3 separate regions of the Mus musculus genome follow, and regions 2 and 3 are each linked to region 1. Evidence: chromatin contacts called from public Hi-C and HiChIP or PLAC-seq data. All regions are on one chromosome and are shown on one strand. The core of a region is the stretch at or near the end of the contact, and the rest is flanking DNA. Distances in the headings are between cores, read along the strand shown.

Region 1 (3,616 bases), core at 403-2,902:
GTTGCGAGCCGTCCAGCGGCTCACAAGGACGGGTACACCTGAATAGCAGGCCGGTGCTGAAAGAGAGGGAAACTAGGCGACCAGAGGAAGATGGAACCAAGACAGGGTTCTGATCAAGGTTCAAATTTTTAATGGTGGACATGCTTTATAAAAGAGGGGGCGGGGAAGTCCATTCCCGCCAATTCATCCTTGGAGCCTGGAACCAGCCGCAGGTGATGACATGCAGAATAGGGTGTAGTCTCTAGAATAGTTCTGGGGCCTCTCAGCAGGTAGCAGTATCTTGAAGGGGAACAGCGGCAGTGGCAGAACAATAGAGTGCTCTAGGCTCCACCCTAGATAATCTCCTTAGTGGCAGCAAGATCAAGTTCTGGCTTAGCCTGCTTCAGGCTTATGGGAGGCTACAGTTTAAGGTTTCAGAGGGTTAGTCAAAGATCACCGTGGCAGGGATCAATCATCGCAGCTGGCAGGCAGGAGCTGAGAGTTACAGCCTGGTCAACAGGCAGCAGCAAGAGAGGGACACTGGGCCTGGCCTAGGCTTTTTAAACCTCAAAGCCAGTGACACACCTCCCCCAATAAAGCCACACCTTCTAGTCCTCTAAATAGCCCACCCACTAGGGACTAGATATTCAAATATACAACCCTTTGGGAGCCATTCTCATTCGAACCAGCACAGTAGCAAAAGCAAGAAAATTAGAACACAACTCCAGCAAAGACCCATTCTTTTTACCATGATGCACCCAGGTAATTCCAGCACCCAGTAAGTTGGGGCAGGGGGATGTATTTCAGCTAGCCTGAAATACAGAACGAGACCTTGCTTTCAAAAATAGAATGAATAAAGAATTAAAACCAGCCAATCTTGACACTTTGAAAAATGGTTTTAACTTGATTTTTTGACAATCTTATACATGTATAATGTGATTACTGTAATACCCCCACCCCTAATTAACCAGCACTTTCAAATATTTTTTTTCCAAGACTCACTGAGTTTAGGCAGTGAGTTTGGGGCTATCCATTGGAGTCTGGTGGGCACTCAGTAGGGAGTCAATTGAAGAAAGTGGTTTCTCTCCTAGAATACATTAGAAGCCAAGTCTTTATCACAGAGAGGTAGGGTGCATACACTTCCCCAACCAATGGTTGACTTAAAATGCCAGGTGTTGTGTAGGTTCACTGTAAGATTTACTCCTGCTGTGAAGCCATGACAGCTTTGGCTCTGCCATACCGAGATAACTTGTGTGTGTACATACAAAATATGCATGCATGCATACATACATACATACATTTTTTTTTGGAGAGAGGATCTCTCTTTATAGACAGGCTAGCCTCTAACAAATCCATCTACCTCTCCTGAGTAATGAGATTAAAGGTTCGTGTCACCCCAATTGTGCACTTTTTAAACCGACGAACTTTATGACACATAGCTTCTCACTCAATAAAGTTGAAATCCAACTTAGTGGGGGAGCTAGGTTTTCTAAGTACGTGGGTAAGTTTACTTAGAGCCATTGGTCACAGAGTTAGTGAAGAAAAGCACCTCCTGCTTGAGGCAGCGAGGCCACGCTTCCTTCCCTTGTTTCCTAGCAACCGGCTTCCTACTGAACGCTTCCTCAAGCCTCCGTCCGTCACTTCCGATCTCAACAGGAAGTGAGGTCAACCCGGAGGCTTTCCCGGGAGTTCAGCGTTTGCCGCAGGTGAAGTCGTCTTCCTGGACGGGCACTGTCCCTGTCCCTGTCCCTGTCCAGGGCTGCTGCAAAGGCCCTGGGATCCGGGGACTCGAACCCGCGGGGGCCCAGGGCGGCAGGGGAGGAGCCGGCAGCGAGGCTGCTGGGTGTCCGGAGTCCCGAGTGTGTTTGCTCTCCCAGTTGTTCACCCCCAGCTCTAGATCTCGGACGTGTCTGCGCTCCTGCCCCAACTACCCCGGTCCCGTGTCTGAAAGAAGACCCCTCACAGAAAACATTCTCCTGGCCGGCTTCCGTTCACGCCCAAGCCCCTCGGAGCTCTGCCAAGACCTCCCTGGGATCTTTCAGCGACTTTTGAGTTGCCAGAGGCCTGGGGTAAATGTTTTCCTGAGTGCTCAACTATGGGGTAGGGAGACAGTTCCTGCAAAATGTGGGGTTAGGTAACTTGGGGCAGTGTGCATTTCGGCTTACTTTTCTTGAATGTTTCTGGCGGGGTTTCTTGTTGCAAACTGGAGGAGTTTGCCTTGGTTTAGGAGGAGGGAGACATCACTGCGAGGATGCAAGGCCCAGTTGATGCTAATTCTATAGATCTGATTGATCCTCCCAGGACTTAAAATGATCCGTTTGTATCATGTGATTCGTTCTTTTAAGCGTTTAGCGTGTTTCTTACTTGCAAGTAAACTAGTTTTCCCGGACAAGGACCGAGGCATACGGTACTTTTACGACTTTAATAGTATCACACAGTGAATGCATGTTTTTAACATTTTTAGCTTAATGTTGAAGGGACTACGTTGTGCATAGTGGGATCTCAGCCCTTACGAGGTGGAGGCTAGAGGATCTGGAGTTCAAACTCACTTCTCGGGCTACATAGAGAGTTCCATGCCAAGCCTGGGCTACACAGACCTTATCTCTAAAATAAAATGTTGAAGGCATGTATGTAATTAAACAGTTTAGCGGCTGGAAAGAATGACATGACGTAGCACCATATTTTTAGATAAAAGTAATAAAATCTACTTAGATAATTTTTTCTGAATTTGAGACAGATCTGGGACTCACATTCACACACATAGTAGGTAAAGGTACAGATGTCTTTTAGGAAAAGGCCAAATAATGGCGATTTCACTGTTTCTTTGTTTCTCTCCATTTTAATCTCTCTCCTGCTCGACATCCTTTTACCCAGGTGTTCTGTGTTAAGCTGCTGTCCCAGAGGTGCTGGGCATTATGGGAAATCAGCTGGCTGGCATCGCTCCTTCCCAGATCCTGTCTGTAGAGAGTTATTTCTCAGACATCCATGACTTTGAGTATGATAAGAGCCTGGGAAGCACTCGGTTTTTTAAAGTCGCTCGAGCCAAGCACCGGGAAGGCCTGGTGGTTGTGAAGGTCTTTGCAATTCAGGATCCCACGTTACCCTTAACTAGTTATAAACAGGAGCTGGAGGAACTGAAAATCAGGCTCCACTCCGCCCAGAACTGCCTCCCCTTCCAGAAAGCAGCAGAAAAGGCGTCTGAGAAAGCAGCCATGCTGTTCCGGCAGTATGTGAGAGACAACCTCTACGATCGCATCAGTACCCGCCCGTTCCTAAACAACATCGAGAAGCGCTGGATCGCCTTCCAGATCCTGACGGCCGTGGACCAAGCGCACAAATCTGGAGTCCGCCACGGAGACATCAAGACAGAGAATGTGATGGTCACCAGTTGGAACTGGGTCCTCCTAACCGACTTCGCCAGTTTTAAGCCCACGTATCTTCCCGAGGACAACCCAGCGGATTTCAACTATTTCTTTGACACCTCGAGAAGGAGGACATGCTACATAGCTCCCGAGCGCTTCGTTGACGGTGGGATGTTCGCCACCGAGTTAGAGTACATGAGAGACCCCTCAACCCCGCTTGTCGACCTGAATAGCAATCAGAGAGCGCGGGGAGAGCTGAAGAGAGCCATGGACAT
Region 2 (3,893 bases), core at 399-2,898, 580 kb after region 1:
CCTCAGCACTCCCCCACTGTCCTCCTTTTCTCTGCCTCTACCCCCTTTCCAGGTCCCCATTCCCCTCCTTTCCCCCCACAATAAACTTCCCTTAAATCAGGCCTGTCACGTGACATGATTTCTCCTTGGCCTGCCAAGTACTCCCTGACTCCCACCACAATTTATATATTTTGTAACACTGGCCACCTCTGGTCCTGGTTGTAGGAGCTTGTTGTGGTCTGGCCCAACATCACCAGAAGGTTAATCACTTTCTGCCCTCACCTTTCCGCATGGAAGAACAGGTTTTTCATCTTTCCCATGAGAAAGACAACCCAGTGTGCTTAACGTTCTTGGTTCCTCTGGCGATCTCTGTAGGCACAAGGACCTCCTGGCTGTGCTTCCAACCGGTGAACCATTCCATCCCCCAGGGAGATAGGGTGGTGTGGCATACACCTTTGATCACAGCACGCAAGAGACAAGAGGCAGGCTACAGAATGAGTTACAGAACAGCCAGGGCTAGAAACTTAGTCTTGAGGAAACAAATAAACAAACAAAAACACCTCAGGATATAAACAACTGAAAAAAAGCTTCAGGAAGTTCCTGAAAGTGACCAGATGCAATTGGTCCTCCCTAAGCTTATATGGACAGTGGAGACTGCTAAGAAGCACGCTCAGACAAAGGGAGGTGCACAGAGGAGCTTGAAAGAAGCAGAGACCAGCTGAGCTGCCTGAAAAAGGCTCAGACCAACTGTCTTGCCTGGACAATTCACTGTCCAACTGGGATAGTGTCTCCCACTCTGCATCCCCACTTCCCACAATGCCCCAGGTTGAGCTGTCAATACATTGTGCCATGAGCTCTCCATTTCTAGCTTCTGTAGTATCCATGACCTATGCTTTGGTGATACAGCTGTCTTTGAGTCATCTCTGCTCCTTTTAGTAACCCCTCATCCATACTTCAACCAGTAACTCCAATAAAATTCATTGGTAAACCAACTTGGACGTCAGTGGTACCTCGGTTTTGGTCTGTCATTGGTCTGTCACTTGGGTGAGTACACACTTGCTCACATCTCCCCAGGAACAGTGTCACATGACAGCAAGATCAGCCAGAATCTTGGCTGGACCAGCCGCAGCCTACCTCAGAAGCTCCAGCAGCTTGCTGTGCTCTGGGGTCTGGAGTCTGACTGGGCGTTTCGGGAAGTGGAGATGCAGAGTGGGAGATACTATTGCTGGAAGAGATGTGAAGGCTGCCGTAGTAGGAAAGCAGATGTTGGCTCCAGCCTCTGGCTCACAGATGCTCTCCATAGAGTTCTGGGGATAGAGTAGGTGAGAGAGCCACTGTCCCGAGAGCACCCATGAGACAGGCACTGAGGCATGAGAGTGAGGTGACACCCTCCTCACGAGGGTCAGTGCTCTGCCTAGCTCTGGTGCTATTAAAATCTGGTTTCTCATTGACCTTGGGCTGGAGTCTGGGTTTTGGTTCCTTCCCACAGCTCTTTGGGGGGTGGGGGGCATATGTGATACCCTTTGGCTGATTGTGGGGTGGGGAGGAGAGTGGAAAGAGGAAGGGGTTGAGGGGGTTATCTGTCTGCCATCTGACTATGCAAATGATGTGTGACTCATTGTACCACCTGCTCTTTCAGGGTAGGGACAAAGTAGCTACTAAGCTGTAGTGAAAGTGTCACTTCCTCAATTCTCTGAGAGACCCTGGTGTGGAACATCATTCTCTGCCGCCCAGTTTGTCAGAGGGAGCCTCGGGAGAATCCTCCATCTCCCAACATGGTAGGACCCCAGTTCTTAGCCCCCCTGGGGGGAGGGGCACCATGGGAAGGGACAGCAATGGAAAGGACTGTCCACTTTGTGCCCTTGGGACACTCATGGAACCCTAAGGGAATTGGAGCAAAAGCCATCCCCTGAGCAGAGAGTTGAACCTGCTGGGTGGATGGGGAGGCTAAAGCCCCAGACTTCGGTTAATGGTAGCACTTGGCCTGCAGACCTGCCACCCACTGCTCATTCCGAGTCTTCGACCTCTCGGCAGGTTGAGGGTTCTCAAGTCAGACTGGGGAGTCAGATGGGGGCTAACAAGAGCCAGCAAGTGCCGTCAAAGCCTAGATGGAACCCAACCTATACCTCAGTAAGGGTTCAGTCTTCCCTGCATTTTGGTCAAGGAGAATCCAGGAGGCTAGTGGAGCAAGGCTTCAGGGGGGTGGGGTGGAGGTACAGATCTCAGGCAGCTGCTGTGGTCAGGAGGAAAAAGCTGAGGCCCCAGAGGAGAGGAAGAGAAAGTGGGAGAGCCCCAGTAGGCCTGCTGGAGGCTGTCTCGGCTCTGCTACGGGTTGTGTTCTGAGCAAAAGCTCCAAGTCTGGGGCCTGGATTCCAGCCTAGTCCTGGTTCTGTGTCCTTGCTCTGAGCGGCTGTGCCTAAACCCAAATGGTGGATCTGAGTAGCTAGAAGGAGGCTGGTTGTTGGGGCAGTGGGGAAACACTTGAAGACGACTTGGAAGCCCTGAAGAAAGTCCCAGTGTGGAGGAGAGGGTAGAAGAGTGTACAATGACAGTAGACACTTGCTCATTTAGCCCTGGCTCTCACAGGTTCTCCGTCGAAGGACTCTGCACCCCTTGTCCCTCCTGGTACAGGCTGCAGTGCTGGCTGAGACTCTGGCCCTGGGTACCCTGCCTGCCTTCCTACCCTGTGAGCTGAAGCCTCATGGCCTGGTGGACTGCAATTGGCTGTTCCTGAAGTCTGTACCCCGTTTCTCTGCGGCAGCATCCTGCTCCAACATCACCCGCCTCTCCTTGATCTCCAACCGTATCCACCACCTGCACAACTCTGACTTCGTCCACCTGTCCAACCTGCGGCAGCTGAACCTCAAGTGGAACTGTCCACCCACTGGCCTTAGCCCCCTGCACTTCTCTTGCCACATGACCATTGAGCCCAGAACCTTCCTGGCTATGCGTACACTGGAGGAGCTGAACTTGAGCTATAATGGTATCACCACTGTGCCCCGACTGCCCAGCTCCCTGGTGAATCTGAGCCTGAGCCACACCAACATCCTGGTTCTAGATGCTAACAGCCTCGCCGGCCTATACAGCCTGCGCGTTCTCTTCATGGACGGGAACTGCTACTACAAGAACCCCTGCACAGGAGCGGTGAAGGTGACCCCAGGCGCCCTCCTGGGCCTGAGCAATCTCACCCATCTGTCTCTGAAGTATAACAACCTCACAAAGGTGCCCCGCCAACTGCCCCCCAGCCTGGAGTACCTCCTGGTGTCCTATAACCTCATTGTCAAGCTGGGGCCTGAAGACCTGGCCAATCTGACCTCCCTTCGAGTACTTGATGTGGGTGGGAATTGCCGTCGCTGTGACCATGCCCCCAATCCCTGTATAGAATGTGGCCAAAAGTCCCTCCACCTGCACCCTGAGACCTTCCATCACCTGAGCCATCTGGAAGGCCTGGTGCTGAAGGACAGCTCTCTCCATACACTGAACTCTTCCTGGTTCCAAGGTCTGGTCAACCTCTCGGTGCTGGACCTAAGCGAGAACTTTCTCTATGAAAGCATCACCCACACCAATGCCTTTCAGAACCTAACCCGCCTGCGCAAGCTCAACCTGTCCTTCAATTACCGCAAGAAGGTATCCTTTGCCCGCCTCCACCTGGCAAGTTCCTTTAAGAACCTGGTGTCACTGCAGGAGCTGAACATGAACGGCATCTTCTTCCGCTTGCTCAACAAGTACACGCTCAGATGGCTGGCCGATCTGCCCAAACTCCACACTCTGCATCTTCAAATGAACTTCATCAACCAGGCACAGCTCAGCATCTTTGGTACCTTCCGAGCCCTTCGCTTTGTGGACTTGTCAGACAATCGCATCAGTGGGCCTTCAACGCTGTCAGAAGCCACCCCTGAAGAGGCAGATGATGC
Region 3 (3,417 bases), core at 616-3,115, 640 kb after region 1:
ATGTATATACTGTAGCTGTCTTCAGACACCAGAAGAGGGAATCAGGTCTTGTTACAGATGGTTGTGACACACCATGTGGTCGCTGGGATTTGAACTCAGGACCTCCGGAAGAGCAGTCAGTGCTCTTAACCACTGAGCCATCTCTCCAGTCCCCCAGAACATTTTATGCTTAAAAGCTCACCCTGAGAAAGCCTTGCGGCTACAATGGGATCTTGAACAACACCCAGTGTAGTTGCTGGCTGGCTAATAAAGACTTTTTATTGGCTTAAATCCGTGTCTTAGCAGTCTCCTCTGGTGGCTACCCCACAATATTCTTAAAAAAAAGAAAGAAAAGAAAAAAAGCAAGGCAACAGAAAAAGATTAGTGGGGCTGGTTTAAGGTTACTTGGGACTGGGTTTCAGACCCAGCACCCACGTGACAGCTCACAACTGTTTGCAACGCCAGTTCCAGGGGATCCGGCGTCTTCATAAGACATCAGACATAAGTATGGTACATATACATACAGGTAGGCAAAACATTCCTACATATGACATTCCTAAAAAAGTAAAAATAAAAAGTCTGTGGCTGCCAGAGGAAGGAACGCTAGGACCACATAGAGAGACCTTATCTGGAAAAGCAGCAAACTGCTACAGCTTGGGAATTTCCTGAGAGGCAATTCATTTTGACATTGTAGGAATATACAAACGTGACCATCATGTTTCTGGCATGGGGTGCTCGTGACACACTTATTGACAAGAGAAAAACTGAAAACTGTTTATGGGAAGGCTGGGAATTTGTGAGCACCTATTTTTGTCTTGAGACTTTCACCTTGCCTATGTTAAATTAGCTTAAACATTTCTAATGTCAAGGTACCAATTCTATGCCAACATAGTTAAAATAGGATCAGATATAGATCCTGTATCTCTCATCAAAACACTAAAAGAATTATTTTTAATGGTGTGTGTGTGTGTGCCTCAGGAGACAAGAGGTGTTGAACTGCCTCAGAACTGGAGTTCCAGGCAGTTGTAAACCATCTGACATGGGAGCTGGGAATAGAACTTTCGTCCTCTGGGAGAACCATATACACTCTGAACCAATGAATCATTCTTTTAGGTCCAAATACACTCCCCCACACGCCAGTTTCTGAGTTTACTGTCCCTGCAGATTTAGGGACACAGTTTCAAGCCTAGGCATGTGGTAAGAAACCTCAGGACACAGCCAGATCCTAATTAGTGTTTTGAGTATGGACAAGTTGGCCGGCCCAGGAGAGATGATGGATGGAAGGTTCTTGAATCTTACAAAACATCCAGTTCAGGTCAGATGCACAGGTCACTCTGGGCTTCGGCTGCTTTCATTGCAGAAGGTGGAAAAGGACGGCCTCTGGTGGTTCCGCCCGACGATTGCTTCTTTCACCTTTTTTTTTTTTTTGGAGCTAAGGTCAGGCTACGACCCAAAGCCTTCTTAAGGCTAAAGAGTTCCGAGCAAGACGGGCCGCAGTCACATCCCCTCTTAAGACAAACGCGGAGGCAGGCCCTCGGAGTAGACGCATTTTTCCTGAGGTCACCCAGTAGAGAATTAAGAATTGAACATATGTCTTTCTGCACCATGGTTCTGACTCTTGAATGACTCCATTTTTTTTTTTTTTAAATAGACACTTAGGAGTATTCGCAGGAACGAACCATTCTGGGGTCCCAAGGCGCTAATAACCTGGTTCTCCATGGCGCCTTGATCGGACGTTTTAAGCCAAGAGCAAGGCCAGTCAGTATCCTCCTTCCGGGATACTTAAGCCTGTCACTCATAATGGTAAAACTCCGCCCGCCCCGGAGCATCTCGGTAAATGTAGTTCTACCTTTATTAAGACTGTGGGGTATAAGTGCTATGTAGAACTTCATTTCCCCGATGGCTGCGCGCTCCGTTACCTGAGCTAGAGCTGAAGGGCCGAAACCTTCATCTAAGATTTTTTTTTTTAAGTTCTTAGGAGGAAAGTGTGACAGCGAACTGAGGCTTTTGGCTGCTCGGCGGGTCACCTCATCTGGAAGAGCGGGAGGACAAGAGCTTGACGCCTATCGAACGACCCGACTTCCGGTCGGCGGACAAAAACCTAGGGCGCTTCTCCTTTAATTGCGGTGGGCGGGACGCGGCGACGCCACCGGCGTTGCTATTGGTGGCGATTGGGGGCGCGGAAACTGAACTGGCACAACTGCCGACCCAGCTATCTCTGGCACTTGGGGCACAGCTGGTCCTACCAGCCCGCTAGCCCCGCTATGGCTGCTCCCAGCCAGGTAAGTCCCTGGATAGTGAGCACCTGACTGGTTGGAACAATGGCCGCGAGAGAGGCGGATGGTGACGCGGGGTTCTAGGGTGACCTCCTCATCCAAGGTTACGGGGTGGATCCGGGCATTGACTTAGCACCCCAGGTGCCAGGCTAGATGTTAGACCACCAGGACGAAGAAATAAGTCTCTGCCTCTGGAATGTACGGCGTATTGAGGAAGACACCATCAAGGCCCGACCCTTGTCGTGGCCTGGGGCGAGCCTCGTAAGCTTGGCCTCTTGTGAGCAACAGGTCTTTTTTGGAGGTGACATCCTTTTCCAACAAGTAGAAGCAGTAGGCCATCGGGATGCCTGGGATAGCGGAAGCCTGCAGTGTGTCCAGGGCTCGATTCTGACCCCTCCCCCCACTCCAGAAAAGGACTTCAAATTGGTCCTTTAAATAAGAATTTGCTTCCACAGGGCCAGGTGGTACCTGATGCACCTGAGAAGACTTGGGTAGAAATAGAAACCAGACTTTTGAGTGCCGATTTGATATTCTGTTTACATTTAGCTCCACGCAGATTTTAGGGGAAACTGTTCAGGGAAGAAGGCATTGGGAAGGGGTGTCACTGATGGAGTCAGACCTGAATCTGCTTCTGCCCACTGAGCCTAGGATGGACACTTCCTCACCCTTGTGTTTCTGAGAGGCTCTGGTGAGGACAGGAGAGGGAATGAGCCCTTGCTCCTTAGTTGATTCTTACCCCTGAACTACCAGGCCATCTGTTAAAAGGCGTGAACCTGCAGGTGTGCTTGGGGGTGGAGCTGGGCACTGGGCCTCACCTTTGTTTGGGGTAGAGCTTTGTGGAATAGCAATGGCTTCGCTGTATCATAGAAATATCCTTTCCCAAGCTGGGTTCCTTGGAGCTCTTCAGGTGGTTTGGTTGTGTGTGTGTGTGTGTGTTTTGTCGTTTTGTTTTTTTTGTTGTTGTTGTTTGCTTGTTTTGTTTTTAATTTTTGGTGTTTGAGGTGGAGGGAGATAACTTACTATGGTCTTGGCTCTCTTGGAATTTACTGTGTGGACCAGGCTGGCCTTGAACTCACAGTTCCACCTGCCTCTGCCTCCCAAGTGCTGGGATTAAAGGTGTTTGTTCCCCACACTGGGCCCATATTTGATCTGTTTGTTGTGG

What was found. Hi-C and Micro-C count contacts between places; a contact is called where the count stands out from the background. HiChIP or PLAC-seq counts read pairs in DNA pulled down with a chosen protein or histone mark.
Region 2: a contact with region 1 is called in an H3K4me3 HiChIP or PLAC-seq map of craniofacial prominence, with 4 times the contacts expected there. The contact joins the promoter of Tlr9 here to the promoter of Pik3r4 in region 1. A contact is called at or near these places in 3 of 39 promoter capture datasets (hippocampal neurons, liver and pre-B cells), 1 of 484 Hi-C or Micro-C datasets (CD4 T cells), 3 of 115 datasets of contacts at active chromatin or transcription factors (craniofacial prominence, embryonic stem cells and thymic regulatory T cells) and 1 of 9 other capture datasets (adipose tissue).
Region 3: a Hi-C map of regulatory T cells shows a contact between it and region 1, with 11 times the contacts expected there. The contact joins the promoter of Poc1a here to the promoter of Pik3r4 in region 1. A contact is called at or near these places in 2 of 39 promoter capture datasets (liver and pre-B cells), 5 of 484 Hi-C or Micro-C datasets (CD4 T cells, CD8 T cells, embryonic stem cells and 1 more) and 2 of 115 datasets of contacts at active chromatin or transcription factors (embryonic stem cells and large pre-B cells).

What each region holds. Positions count from the first base shown.
Region 1 is chr9:105,641,343-105,644,958 of GRCm38.p6, forward strand. It overlaps Pik3r4 (phosphoinositide-3-kinase regulatory subunit 4), which reads left to right and starts at 1,653. Exons shown (of 20, transcript NM_001081309.1): 1 at 1,653-2,048; 2 at 2,854-3,616. The coding sequence starts at 2,895.
Region 2 is chr9:106,220,950-106,224,842 of GRCm38.p6, forward strand. It overlaps Tlr9 (toll-like receptor 9), which reads left to right and starts at 1,649. Exons shown (of 2, transcript NM_031178.2): 1 at 1,649-1,757; 2 at 2,566-3,893. The coding sequence starts at 1,755.
Region 3 is chr9:106,279,196-106,282,612 of GRCm38.p6, forward strand. Poc1a (POC1 centriolar protein A) reads left to right here and starts at 1,866. Exons shown (of 11, transcript NM_027354.2): 1 at 1,866-2,261. The coding sequence starts at 2,244.